2 separate regions of the Danio rerio genome follow, and region 1 is linked to region 2. Evidence: chromatin contacts called from public Hi-C data. All regions are on one chromosome and are shown on one strand. Each heading gives the region's core, a stretch centred on a gene start, on an enhancer-like site or on the middle of the called end of the contact. The rest is flanking DNA. Distances are from core to core; before and after follow the strand shown.

The links. A called contact is a pair of places that touch in the nucleus more often than the background predicts.
Region 1: a Hi-C map of embryo shows a contact between it and region 2, with 2.1 times the contacts expected there. The contact joins two enhancer-like sites. A contact is called at or near these places in 1 of 18 Hi-C or Micro-C datasets (embryo) and 2 of 4 datasets of contacts at active chromatin or transcription factors (embryo and gastrula embryo).

Annotation. Positions count from the first base shown.
Region 1 is chr4:9,128,810-9,132,278 of GRCz12tu, reverse strand. The region is part of intron 3 of wnt5b (wingless-type MMTV integration site family, member 5b); the gene reads right to left. Among named protein-coding and RNA genes, the nearest start is that of fbxl14b, 19 kb to the right of the region's middle. Within about 2 kb of position 1,733, at least 39 of the 62 cell types and tissues checked have an H3K27ac peak or open chromatin away from gene starts, as enhancers often do.
Region 2 is chr4:8,994,476-8,997,825 of GRCz12tu, reverse strand. The region is part of intron 20 of erc1b (ELKS/RAB6-interacting/CAST family member 1b); the gene reads right to left. Among named protein-coding and RNA genes, the nearest start is that of wnt5b, 35 kb to the left of the region's middle. Within about 2 kb of position 1,490, at least 7 of the 62 cell types and tissues checked have an H3K27ac peak or open chromatin away from gene starts, as enhancers often do.

The sequences.
Region 1 (3,469 bases), core at 484-2,983, 130 kb before region 2:
CTCGCTTCAGCATTGATCTCCCGGCAGCTGCAGAAATGCACATTGGGAAACACAGCTGGACCGGTTAACCCCACCTCCAGTGCTTGTGGAGCCCCCATCCGCACCCGAACCACATGCCGTCCTGCGTGAGGATTTACTGTACGTGTGACTCAACAGGGAAGCAGCGGCTTTTTACAGACTTGTGAACACTTTGGTTATTATAAGTGCTGGGAATTCCAGCGGTGACAAAGTATGTAGATCAAGCACTCGAGTAAAAGTACAGATGCCCTAATAAAAGATCAGTCTAGTGTAAAGTAAAAAAGCAATATTCATTCATTCGTTTTCTTTTCGGCTTATTCCCTTTGTTCATCAGGGTTGGCCACAGTGGAATGAACCGCTAACTTATCCAGCATATGTTTTACACAGCGGGTGTTCTTCCAGCTGCAACCCATCACTGGGAAACACCCAAGCACACTCATTCACACACATACACTATGGACAATTTTGCTTACCCAATTCACCTATAGCACATGTCTTTGGATTGTGGGGGAAACCGGAGCACCCGGAAGAAACTCACGGGGAGAACATGCAAACTCCACACAGAAACAACAACTGTCTCAGCCGGGACTGGAACCAGCAACCTACTTGCCTTGAGGTGAAAGTGCTACCCACTGTGTCACCATGCAGCCCCCAAATATTTTTTTATTATTTGTTTTCTTCCCAAAATTATGTAAATAAAACAAGATTATTGGAGTATAAAGTATTTTATAATCTTGGTAACACTTTACGATAAGGTGGTATTAGTTAACATTAGTTCATGTGTTCATTACTAATAATTAAATAATAAAAAAATTAATAAATAATAACATTAATGCAAAAAACTAATACATACATGTTTTAATGGTGACAATAATGAATTGGGGCTTTTAATAACCCATTAGTAAATGTTGAACTATGATTAATAAATGCTGTATAATTACTGTTCATTATTAGTTCATGTTAGTAAACACATTAACTAACATGAAGTAATGAAACCAAAACATTTATTCTATGCATTAATTAAATTATATTAAACTACCTTAATTAAATGGATTAATCTTAGTCTCTAAATTTAAACCATCAACTTCATAATGGCGTCACGGTGACTGTCGCCTCACAGCAAGACGGTCGCTGGTTCAAGTCCCGACTGGGCCATTTGGCATTTCTGTGTGAAGTTTGCATGTTCTCTCTGTATTGGCGTGGGTTTCCTCTGGATGCTCCGGTTTACCCCACAGTCCAAAAACATGCGCTTTAGGTGAATTGAATAAACTAAATTGTCCATAGTGTGTAAATGAGTGTGTATGGATGTTTCCCAATACTGGGTTGCAGCTGGAAGGGCATCAGCTGCGTAAAACATGTGCTGGAATTGTTGGCCAGTTACTCCGCTGTGGCAAAATAGAGACTAAACCAAAGGAAAAAGAATGAATGAATGAACTTCACAACATTATTTAAGCGATTTATAATCTTCCTCTAAAAATGCACCTTTTCAAGTCATTTAAGCTGCTTCAGATGCAGCTTCAGCTACTGTTCCCGGTAAATATAAGTCTGTAGTCTCTATTTCATTAGCCTCTGTAAAGCTGGAAGAAGATGACTCATGCACACTGCTCTGGTTGTGAAAGTGAACGCATGTCTCTCTCTCTCTCCCTCTCTCTCTCTCTTTCTCCCATATGGCTTTCTGCACTGCCGGCTCAGGAAACCAGACACAGGCCAAACTGGCCACACATCAGTCACTCTCTCTCCTCCGTGACGCAAACGGCCCCCTCTCACTCGCTCTTCCCTCCTTCCTCTCCGTCAATTTGTTCCCAGTAAGAAGTCTGATAGGACTCGGTGTAGTGTGGAGAAGCAGCGGGGGATCCTGCTATAAAAGCGCAGGGGCTGTTAGAGCTACTTTATTCCCTAATAAATAGAAGGACGCAGCAGTTCACGGGGCCTGGAGCTGCTGGAGAGACCATGTGTCTCCCAGGTTTCCCGTGTAAAAGTCGGGGGGTGGGTGAGGATGCACAGAGAGCCTGGACGGGACAGGTTTGGGGTCAGTCCCCAGCGCATGGGCACAGCACATGTTATATAGAGTGCTCTACAATAATACTGGATGCATTGGTGAAGGATGAGAGCACTTCAAAACACTCAAAAATAATTGTTCATATTACGTATTTAGAATGAGCAGAAACAACAAAACTTTTTTGGGACAATTTAAATGTTTTATATTCAGTCCACTTCAATTTGTCAAAACCAATCAACTTAGCAGATTTGTGTTGGGACATCATGAATGTATCATGTGGAAACCAGCATTTGTTTACAGTTAACTTTCATTTTTTTGCTCAAAGTATTAACAGCAATGTTTTTCGATTAGAGAAGAGTTATTTTTTCTTTTTGAACCCATTTCCAGACAGTTTGTGTTGATGTAGGTGACACTGGATTGTAGTTTTAGAGACTTTTTTGGTGGCCAATAGTCAACTAATTTGTCCACAAGCCATATAGGTGCTTCTTTTATCAGAGACCAGTCTATGATCACATTTATTGCTGGATGGACAAAATGTGCTTGCAAATTTTAAATTAGGGCTGGGCTGATAAACAATTTTATATTGAATCATGTTAAAATTGATGTCAATAAAGATGATAAACTCTAAACTTTTTTACTCTGTATTGATCTAAGAGCCGAAAATTTTATGCCATTTATTAGACCCTCCATATTTTGTGGCTCCAGTCATTGTTGGGGGACTCTTTTAAATCTGGAAGCATTGACATGTTATATTGAAATATATGTCGTTATCGTTCAATATGGAACATAATTATTGAGACTGCATTTATGCCATATTGCTTAGCTCTTGTTTAAATATGAATTTGCACCATTATATTAGACCTTTTTGGCTTGCTAAATAAGGTACAAAGGCTGTTTCTGGGTGGTATCTTTCCAAATAGTACACTTTTGTACTTCACAGCTGCACAATAGTACCTTTAGGGTACACTTTTTATACCTTTAGGATACTATGAGGTACACAGTTGTACTTTTTAGGTATTTATAGACCATTTCAATGTGGTCATTTTAGTGGCTCATGAACATTTCTTGCTTGTTATTATTTCATAACTATAACGAGAGGCAATTCAATCATAACTTAATACTAAAACAGCTATCATGTGTGTATGTTCAGTAATATCACTTTTATGGTGAAGCATAAGCTTTTTCCATGGTATTTAAAGTGAAATAACTCAAAATACACTAAGGAGGCTGAGAAAAAAAAAATTCAATGGAAGTTTCAGATGGCACTTAAAAGATTTTTGCATCCTAACCTCTTCATGTGTTAATTGAAGGGTTCTGTGTTTTTTACCCTGTTTATTTATGGTTATGAATTGCATTAATGGAGTTTGATGTCAGCTCTGTTGACTTTTGATGTTGAAAATTTAACAACATATAAACAATATAAGCATAAAAATTACTGTTGGTTTATTACCA
Region 2 (3,350 bases), core at 241-2,740:
TTGTGTTTGTATATGAGAAAACAAATATTGAACACAGTACAATTTTTTTTTCTTATGACTTCATAACGTTTTCATATTTTTTAGCATTAAACTTTCTACCACAGTAAAGCTCAAAGTGTATTAAAGCTTACTAGGATCAAGAACTGGTGCTATTTAAAGTTAGGTAGGTGGAAATCGCCAAAAGTGAGTTACTTTTTAGTTTAATTAGTTAGCTTTTTTTTTTTAAACAAACAAACAAACAAAAAAAGCTGAATTAAAGTGAAAACAGACATATTGAATACTGCACACAATGAGAAAATGGTGAAACAGACAAAAACCAAAAGAAAGCAACATAGTTTTTGCTTACATTTCTGCAATGGATGTTTTCTCATTATTCTGAACGGATCAAAGAAATGGAAAAGGGGATTGTCTCAATGGAGAGTGATTTTACATCACTAATAAATCAAAAAAGTAGTAAATGCATTGCTTTACACTTTTGTTAATCTGTATGTATGGCATATAACTTGAGGGTCAGGAAGTTCTCAGAAGATAAGATTATCCTACATCATTATTTTTTGATATGAGCTTTTTAAGGTAACTAAAGGTGTAGGATATACAATGCGTTGTTAATTGCAGAGCTCCTTAATTTAAAAAAAGAAAAAAGGAAAAAAAGAAACAAATCCAGCAAGTTATGAAACAGATCAAGCATCAGAAAAAGTAACTCAAAAGTAACGTAATGGATTACTTATCCTAAAATGTTACTAGTTAAAGTAAGTTACTTTTTGGAGCAGTTACTCAATATTGTGATGCATTACTTTCAAAAGTAACTTTCCCCAACACTGGTTTTCATGGACACATACAAATAAAAACACTATCTAGATCTGTATAACACTGTTTTCATGCTTAACACTTTTTGTGTTTGACGCATAAATACAGCTAAATATACAGAAAATAGCATGCTTTAAAAAGCAATGGTAATAAAATATATAATAAAACATTTTTTTCTAGAATTTCCCTAAAATATTATATAAATATAAATAAATAAATATATATATATATATATATATATATATATATATATATATATATATATATATATATATATATATATATATATATATATATATATATATATTTATTTATTTATTTATTTATTTTTAAATGTACACTACATCAGCAACAATACCACCACAGTCCTTTTTCACATTAGCGTATTTATTACAACCTAATAACCCTTAAGCTAAACTCTAAAGACCTTATCAAATGTACAATGCACAATAATTGTGTTTTTGTTCCTGAAAACAGCAATTCTTCATCTAAATGAGGTGCGTTTTTGGTGAGTCTATTGTCTTTGTTGGCTCTGTGGGTTGTATGACTGAGTGGTTCTTTCAGCGACGGCTTAATCACCTTCCTGCATTCCAGCCGTTTAAACAGAGATGCAGTAACATCCTGTGAACAGCTCAAACCAAATAAAACAACATTACGCCATAAACAGAGCAGGCAAGGAGGACGAGTAATAAAAGAAGCATTGACCACAACAGAGGACGAGCTGGCACTGAGTCCTAATGGGGCGGTCTGGCGGAGTGTAAGTGATAAATGAGTGTGAATTCACAAGTGTGTGTTTTTGGGTGCATTATGATCTTCTTGTCTGCGACCTGATTAGTCTATACTGGTGATTTCTGGCAGGACTGTGTATAGCTTGATTGAGCAATCTTTGATTTTCCTGTCTAAGGAACTGCATCAGTCGCCATTAGGAGCGAAAGAACAAAAGCTTTGGAAAAGAGTTGGGAAACACTAACTCCTGGATTCACAGACGAGACATGAGCCTATAGTCTGAGATTAAATTGAAGTCTCAGTGGTTTCAACTTAGAAGAAGTTGCATTGGCTGATCTTAAAATACATCAGTGCCTTGTTGTATTGTTTAAAGATAATTGCTAGTAATGATTTTTATTTTTCTAAAAAGTACTCAAATGTTCTAATTGAACTATGGGCTAATGCTTGATTTGAGGCCATTTACCATGATGTTTTCAACCCAAAAGTTTAGAAGACAAAGGCATTTTAAGGCTGGATGATGCATAAATCTGAAAACTGTTTACAAAGTGGAAGTTTTTAAAAATGCCGCCATCGTCAAGTCCATGTAAACACTCGAAAATGTTTGGAATGTACATGTTTAGGAAGATGTTCAATGTTGATTCAAGGCAAGTGTGAACAAACACACAACAATGGCATAGTACTGTATGTGGTAGTGTTGTTGCTCAAATGTTTGCTAATGCTCATATCTGTCAACATTGGGATGTGAAAATAAGGGATAACTTTAAAAAATGAACAGATCTTTGAAAGCATTTGATTGCTTTCCTAACTTTTTATGCTCATTTCAGACAAAATTTGTTCTGTTTAAAAGAAAAACCCAATGAGATCGATATGTTTCAATATTATTATTATCATTATTAGTGTTATATGTTTGTTCAAACACATAGCCAAATCCCAGTGTCGCTTTCGCTTCATTTTTAATTGCATATACAGAATTCGTTTGGGAAACCACGTCTATTTATCACTATGGAGCATGTCTGACAGTCACGCACCACTACATGAACTGACTGCTTTGAAGATTGTATAGAAGGGGCAACTGCGCCTGAGAAGAAAAGGAAGGGAATCCCGCCATTTTCATATTTATTTTAAGGTGTTTCCATGCCTGAACAAAATGAAAGCACAGAACAGATTCACATTTAAGAGCAAGGGGCGTCCCCTAGTGGTTCGACGGAATGGGTTGCCTATAGGGAGGATCGGCCCTTTAATGCTTCATAAAAAGATTAAAAATATGTTAAAATACTTTGACTGGATGATAGTTTGATAGAATTGTAAAATATGGGAAGATCCCGGGAAAACAGGAGGGTTGGCAGGTATGCTAATGCTTAATCAGAAAAGTGGATTTACAGTGGAGCTATGGATCTTACACACAAGCCCTGAGACACCAATGGCACATCGTCACTTCCTACCTTAGAAAGAAGATGACAGCAGAAAAAGCTGGCCTGGCATACGCAATGCAGAGATTTTGGCCATTTTTGCAGATCATTTTGAAAACATTAAACATTAAAACGCAAGGGAAAACATTTATTTTTTACGTTTTTGACTACATCATTGCTGTGTAAATGAAGCCTTAATCTAAGCACCGTCTGTAAAACAAAACCAAAGGAAGATTTTGAAGAGTTTTTCAGAAGTTTTTATCCATACAGTGAAATTGTCCAAAACAATGCTGGGCGAGAGATTGTTCAAAATAGTGTTCTTTTCTGTTCAGAAAGAAATAAATGGTGTAAAAAAAAAACTCATCCGTGCCTTTAAGAGGAAAGAAACAAAAAGAAAAGTGTCTTTAT